Linked DNA regions of Mus musculus: region 1 is linked to region 2. Evidence: chromatin contacts called from public Hi-C data. All regions are on one chromosome and are shown on one strand. Each heading gives the region's core, a stretch centred on a gene start, on an enhancer-like site or on the middle of the called end of the contact. The rest is flanking DNA. Distances are from core to core; before and after follow the strand shown.

Region 1 (2,796 bases), core at 279-2,778, 160 kb before region 2:
TGCCTGCTTGCCTGCCTGTCTGTATCTGTGTGCATGTGTACTTGGGTATACCTACATGGCTACATATATGTGTGCATGTATGTAAGGCCAGAGGCTAACCTCTCAACCACTCCCCACCTTAGTTTCTGAGTCTCTCCCTGAACTGAACCAATTGGCTGGGGCAGCAAGCCCCCAAGAGCCTCCTTTCTACCTCCCCAGAGCTGAGGTTCCAGGGGCACAGCTTTTTCATGTGGGTTCTGATGCTTGTGTGCCCTGCAGATAAACGCTTCACACTTCCTATGTCAGGCCATCCTCATAGTATCTCCACAGGGGCCTGAGGTCACAAGTTCAAGTCCAGGCTGCAAGAGTGAATTCAAGGCCAGCCTGGGAAACAGCAAAATCCTATTCCAAAATCTGAAAGAGACAGACAGACAGACAGACAGACAGACAGACAGACACTGTCCATGCTCAGTGTTAGCCTTTTCAACCATACTGGGGGAAAAAAAAGAAGTTAGGTTTTTGACTGAAGTCACTCAGTAAACTATATATTCTGATTATAATCAAATGTAGAGTCACCTACAGGCTTTTGGCATATTATCTGACATCTTCCTCCAGACTAATGTCAACAGAAAGGACAACTCAATGTTCTGGTCACACCTTCACCTCTACGGTACAAGTGTCTGAACCACATTAAACAGCTTCATTGTCATTGCCTTTCCGTCTCTTTTCTCTGAGAGCTTCCTGGGTCCTCTTCAGGGCAGAAGGCTCTTCTTATATGCCCAGCGGGGTCACCTACAGAGGTCCAGATGAGTGTGCATTTTGCTGAACTAGAATTGCGATTTCACAAGCTCGGTGGTATCCTCACAGGGACCCTCAAATGGCCAAATGTAAAAGGAACTGGGTCCATGAGACGCTCACCAAAGTTCAGCTCCCGCCGCCCCACCCCCCACCCGCTTGGCCATGTCACTTCTGGGCAGCTGGAGATTCCCAGCAAGGCAGGGGTGGGAGCAGAGAAACATTCACCCGTGGCCAGTGTGAGGATGCCAGTGTTTTCCTGCTCAAACCACGCAATCTGGTTCTCATTTCTTCAGGGAAGCGGGTGGAGCGTGACTGAAGGGTGGAAGAAAAAGAATTCCTCAGGCAGAGTGAATAAAGATCAGAAAACATCAAAGTCGATAGAATATGTGGGGTATCGTGGCCAAAGCCCCTGGTGTAAGCCAGAAGAAACTCAGAAACAGCCTTGCTTTCTTCTAAAACCTCATGCATGTCCTTCATACAAACCCCACAGATGAAGGGGAGCCAGGGATCAGCTGCAGTCGGCTCTGCCAGGCGGCTTCCCTGCAGTTTAGGAGGCTCTGAGATGTAGTGATGTACTTGGCTGTCTATCTGATCTAAGAGTGAAGGGGGTACAGATAATTCTGTCTTGATTTCTGGTGCTTCTTCAGAAAGTACCTGATGACTGTCCATCTGAACGAGCAGAAGTGATCAGAGTGTATCACAACAGCCGGGTCCAAACGATCACATGGGAAGAAGGGCACACACATGAGATCACACCCACAGCACATGCAGCTCCCATCTACAACATACAGATAAGCGGAGAGTCCGTAAAGCCACCCTTCCTTAGCCAGCAAGGAAGGTGAGGGGATATCCTTGTTTTATCTGGAAACAGAGGCCCCCACCCCCACCCCACCCCCGCATGCGCGCGCGCGCACGTGCACACACACACACACACACACACACACACACACACACACACACGCACACCTTTAGCTGAGAAAGCACAAATGAAAACAACTGCCCACAAGGGGGCATCCAAACACTATCAGACTCAAGGTCTCAGCACCAAGATTACTACTATTTGGCCTCAGAGAGACAAGGAGATGCTGAGGGAAATTTTGGAGAACCTGAAATGGGGTCTCTTATGGAGACTCAGCAGAGGAGGATGTGCACAGGGCTGAGATGGAAACTAAGGCTAAGCCACTGAAGTGAGCATGCTGACGAAACATCTATCACCTAGTCCTATCCCCATCTCTTGCTCTATAATAAATAATTCTTCATTTAGTCTCCCCATCGCCTTTTAAATCTTTTTGTGAGATTTATCATTTTATGTGCAGGGGTGTTTAGCCTGTGTGTGTACCACATCCGTACCTGGTGCCCTCGGAGGTCAGAAGACGGTGTCAGGTCCCCTGAAACTGGAGTTGTGAGCCTTGTGGGTGCTGGGAATAAAACCTGGGTCCTCTGCAAGAACAAGTGCTCTTAACTGCCTATCCAGTTCTCCGCCCCTCCTCTCATTTTTATGGGGGGGTCAGAATCACTATCATTTTCTGCCTTATAGATGCAAAGAAAAATGATGTCTCAGTTAAAGTAACTTGTCTAAGGCTAGTCAGTGGCAACGTCAGAATTCTAACTCAGGACCAACCAGGGGAGGTGACACATGGCTATACATTCCAGTACTCAGCAGAAGAAGGCAGGAAGGATCAGGAGTTTAAGGTCAGTATTGGTTATCAGTTGGGGTCATTCTGGGCTGAGACCTCCGAAGAGAGAAGTCAAACTCAAGACCATGTCGTTGACAGCTCAAGCTGGACACCATTCATTCTGCTCCCTGGGCCTTAGACTTCCTGACATCCTATGGTTCCATCCAGAATGCTGGGCAGTGAACCCCATTCCCCCCCCCCCACCTTCTCCTTGGGTAATTGTCAAGGACCTGGGAGTTGATTTTCTGGGTGTGAATAACATGTAGCCCTGAAGCTGACCCCTCACAGTTTGTAAACCACTGCTGTTGAGCTAGCTCTGATGGTCGTTAGAAAGCAATAAAGC
Region 2 (2,866 bases), core at 149-2,648:
CCAGGGAGACTCGTTGTTCTGAGCTGTTGTTCTGGGGGAGGCAGGGAGGGTCAGGGCCTCAGCTACGGCACTGGCACCCGCTTCAGCCTGGCCGCTCGCTGCCTTTCGCCCTCTGCTCAGCCTACACTTCCTGACAGTGTAGGAGGAGACAGGGGAAGGGCAGCAGAGGCGGCCTGGGTGTGCAGTACCCCTCGCGGCTGGCATACCGTAGTGTACTTGCCCAGCTGGCAGAGGGCCGGGAAGGTCTCCTGGTGCGCTTTGCGAACCTTCTCAATGAGCTCGCCCACCTCAGGCGTCAGCGTGTAGCTCTCTGAGCACTCGGGCTTGGGTGCCTCTTTCTTCTTTTTGTTTCGATCGTTTCGCACCGCTGGGGGGAGGGAGGGGTGGAAGGGGGGACATGGGTTGGTTAGAGAGTGACTGCTTTTGGCTCGGGGTCGTCCAGCCTATGCTGTCCACCACCCAGACAGACACACACAGACAGACAGACAGATCCACAAAACAGTGCCCCACACTAACCTGTCTGACTCATATCCTAAATCCTATTTTAGGGCCTGGGACTGTGGCTGAGGCCACACCACACATGTGCACATATGCCCTCCGCCAGTGTGTGGTACCCTGTCGTCATGCACCCATGGCAGCAGCCCACACTCTAAGAACATGTGCCCAGGTTGGCAGTCACACACACTGAGTCCCCGCTTTGGTGCCTGCCAGGAATCCCTGCTGTCCCAGCTCTCCTGGCAGCGATCTCCCTGGGGGATTCCTAAGACTGGCTCAAAGCAGCTTCCCTGGGCAGGCAGGGAATAAGGCTCCCCAACCAGAGAATGGGGGCCCCCTGGCAGAAGAATCTCTTGGCCCATTAGCCGGGGAGCTGACAGATCGCTGGGAGGGGGGCGCTGAGCCGCACACACCGCTCGGGCTTTAAAGAAGCGATGGGGTCGTTACCAGCCGATTATCCCAGACACACAATCACTCACAGGGCCTCCGTGGCGGCTGCTGACGCGGGAGGAAGGAAGGGTGGGGGTGGGGGTCCAGGGAGGGGACGGGGGGGGGGTGATGGGGGGGGAAGCTGGCATAATTTGGAGATCACTCATGTCGATTCTGCAAATTCAATAAAGTGCAGGGGAGAGAAGGGAGAGGCAGAGTGGGGGATAATTTGGGAAGAGAAAATTGCAGCTGTGACAAGACGTTTATCATTCGGAAGCTTTAATTCTATTGAAATGGCAGCTGCTCAGCTCCGGGGCACGGAGCAGCCGGGAGAGGGAGAGGAGGGAGAGAAAGAAAGGGGGAGTTGTTGTGGGAAGGAGAGGGGGTCCCCACCCTCGTCCTGTTCTAATAGTTCAAAGAAGGAAGGTGGGGCAAAGGGAGAAGGAAGTGACGGCCCCTTTACCAAAAGGTCTCAGTTCTGCACGTCCCAAGTTGTCACAGACTCTGCAGAGGACCGTCACTAGTCACTACTTCCTGAGTACAAGACCAGCACTCCCGTGTCTCTGGTGACAGGAGGCAGCAGGATATCCAGCTCCCCAATTCCTGGCTGGGGCTGCTGGTGCATTAGTCAGAACCATCTTTCTCAGCACCCCTCCCCACAAAGGGCTGGAGGGGGTCTTGCAGCCCCCTCCCCCACCTCATCCCCCAAGGCTCGGGCTCCATGGCAACGGCCACGCAGACAAGGAGGCGTCTGTCAGCGTCATTTATCTCTGACATCATCAATCACTGGTCACCACGGCAACACCCATGATTCAACACAAGAGGGTCTCCCCGTCCAGCCCTCCCCTCTGTCCCTCCCTCCGTCAGGGCCTCAGCTGAGCCCAAACTGGAAACCCCCTTTCCTCTGGGATCTGAGAAGCCCAATTCTCTTCCAACTCAGGGTTCCAGGTTTATCCAGACAATGGCTTCAGGGGGTCCTATGTCAGCCCCCCCATACATACAGACCAACTTCACACCTTTTCGAGTTCAGGCCTCTCCCTTAAGATACAGGAGGGACTGGGATAAGCTACTGAGCCACACCCAAAGCCAAGCAAAACCCAGAAGAAAGCTATCCTGGGGGCAGGCACCCCATACACAAGCAGGCATGCAAGCAACCACCATGCTAAGGGGACCGCTCTGTGCATTCTGGGCTTAACACCAAACGATCCATGGACACGCAGCCAGCCAGACTCCCAGGTTTGTGGTGTTATCTACAAAGCATCCTTAACTAGAAGCTTGCCCGCCTGCCGCGGCACACATGTTCCCACATGTATACACAGGCACACACACACACACACACACACACACACACACACAGCACCCCTGCACGCCCCACCTTGGGCGGGGCTTGGCCCCTGGCCCTGCGACACTCACACTCCTTGGACATGCCCACGTCGAAACATTTCTGCAGCCGGCAGTACTGGCAGCGGTTCCGGGTCACCTTGTTGATGATGCAGTTCTTGTCCCGGTGACACGTATACACCATGTTCTTCTGGATGCTTCGTCGGAAGAAGCCCTGGGGACAGGAGAAGGAGACGGGTTATCCACACCCACAGCGGGAGCAGCCTAGCAGCTACCCCTAAGCTTTTGCTATGGCCTATGTAATAATGGTAGAAAAATGGGGGAGGATGACTCTTTTGAAAAGATGCTCTCTGGGAGAGCCCAAGCCTGTCGCTATCTCACAGGCTGGCCTGGAGTCTTCCCTAGCCAACATCCCTGTACCTGATTTTTTTTTTCAGAGACAAAGACTCAGGGCTGCAGAGGACACAGGACACACAAGGTTGGAGATGGGAAAGGAGGCATCTGGAACTCACAGCCTGGACTCAGGACACAGCATGAAAAGACAGCAGGATGAGCTGGGTGTGGTAAAGAGTTCCTTTAATCCCAGCACTTGGGAGGCTTG

The links. Hi-C and Micro-C count contacts between places; a contact is called where the count stands out from the background.
Region 1: a contact with region 2 is called in a Hi-C map of CD8 T cells, with 5 times the contacts expected there. The contact joins two enhancer-like sites. A contact is called at or near these places in 14 of 39 promoter capture datasets (3T3-L1-derived adipocytes, the HPC-7 cell line, HPC-7-derived erythroid cells and 8 more), 4 of 15 datasets of contacts at CTCF or cohesin (the G1E-ER4 cell line, embryonic stem cells, large pre-B cells and 1 more), 108 of 484 Hi-C or Micro-C datasets (the AML12 cell line, B cells, the Ba/F3 cell line and 53 more), 28 of 115 datasets of contacts at active chromatin or transcription factors (the HPC-7 cell line, T-cell acute lymphoblastic leukemia, bone marrow-derived dendritic cells and 18 more) and 2 of 9 other capture datasets (adipose tissue and liver).

The regions. Positions count from the first base shown.
Region 1 is chr11:99,123,118-99,125,913 of GRCm38.p6, reverse strand. No RefSeq gene overlaps it. Among named protein-coding and RNA genes, the nearest start is that of Ccr7, 31 kb to the left of the region's middle. Within about 2 kb of position 1,528, at least 45 of the 459 cell types and tissues checked have an H3K27ac peak or open chromatin away from gene starts, as enhancers often do. A contact at or near this core is called in CD8 T cells and the N1E-115 cell line, where this site is marked.
Region 2 is chr11:98,967,658-98,970,523 of GRCm38.p6, reverse strand. Rara (retinoic acid receptor, alpha) reads right to left here. Exons shown (of 9, transcript NM_009024.2): 4 at 2,338-2,479; 5 at 207-367; 6 at 1-31. Among named protein-coding and RNA genes, the nearest start is that of Gjd3, 14 kb to the left of the region's middle. Within about 2 kb of position 1,398, at least 82 of the 459 cell types and tissues checked have an H3K27ac peak or open chromatin away from gene starts, as enhancers often do. A contact at or near this core is called in CD8 T cells and the N1E-115 cell line, where this site is marked.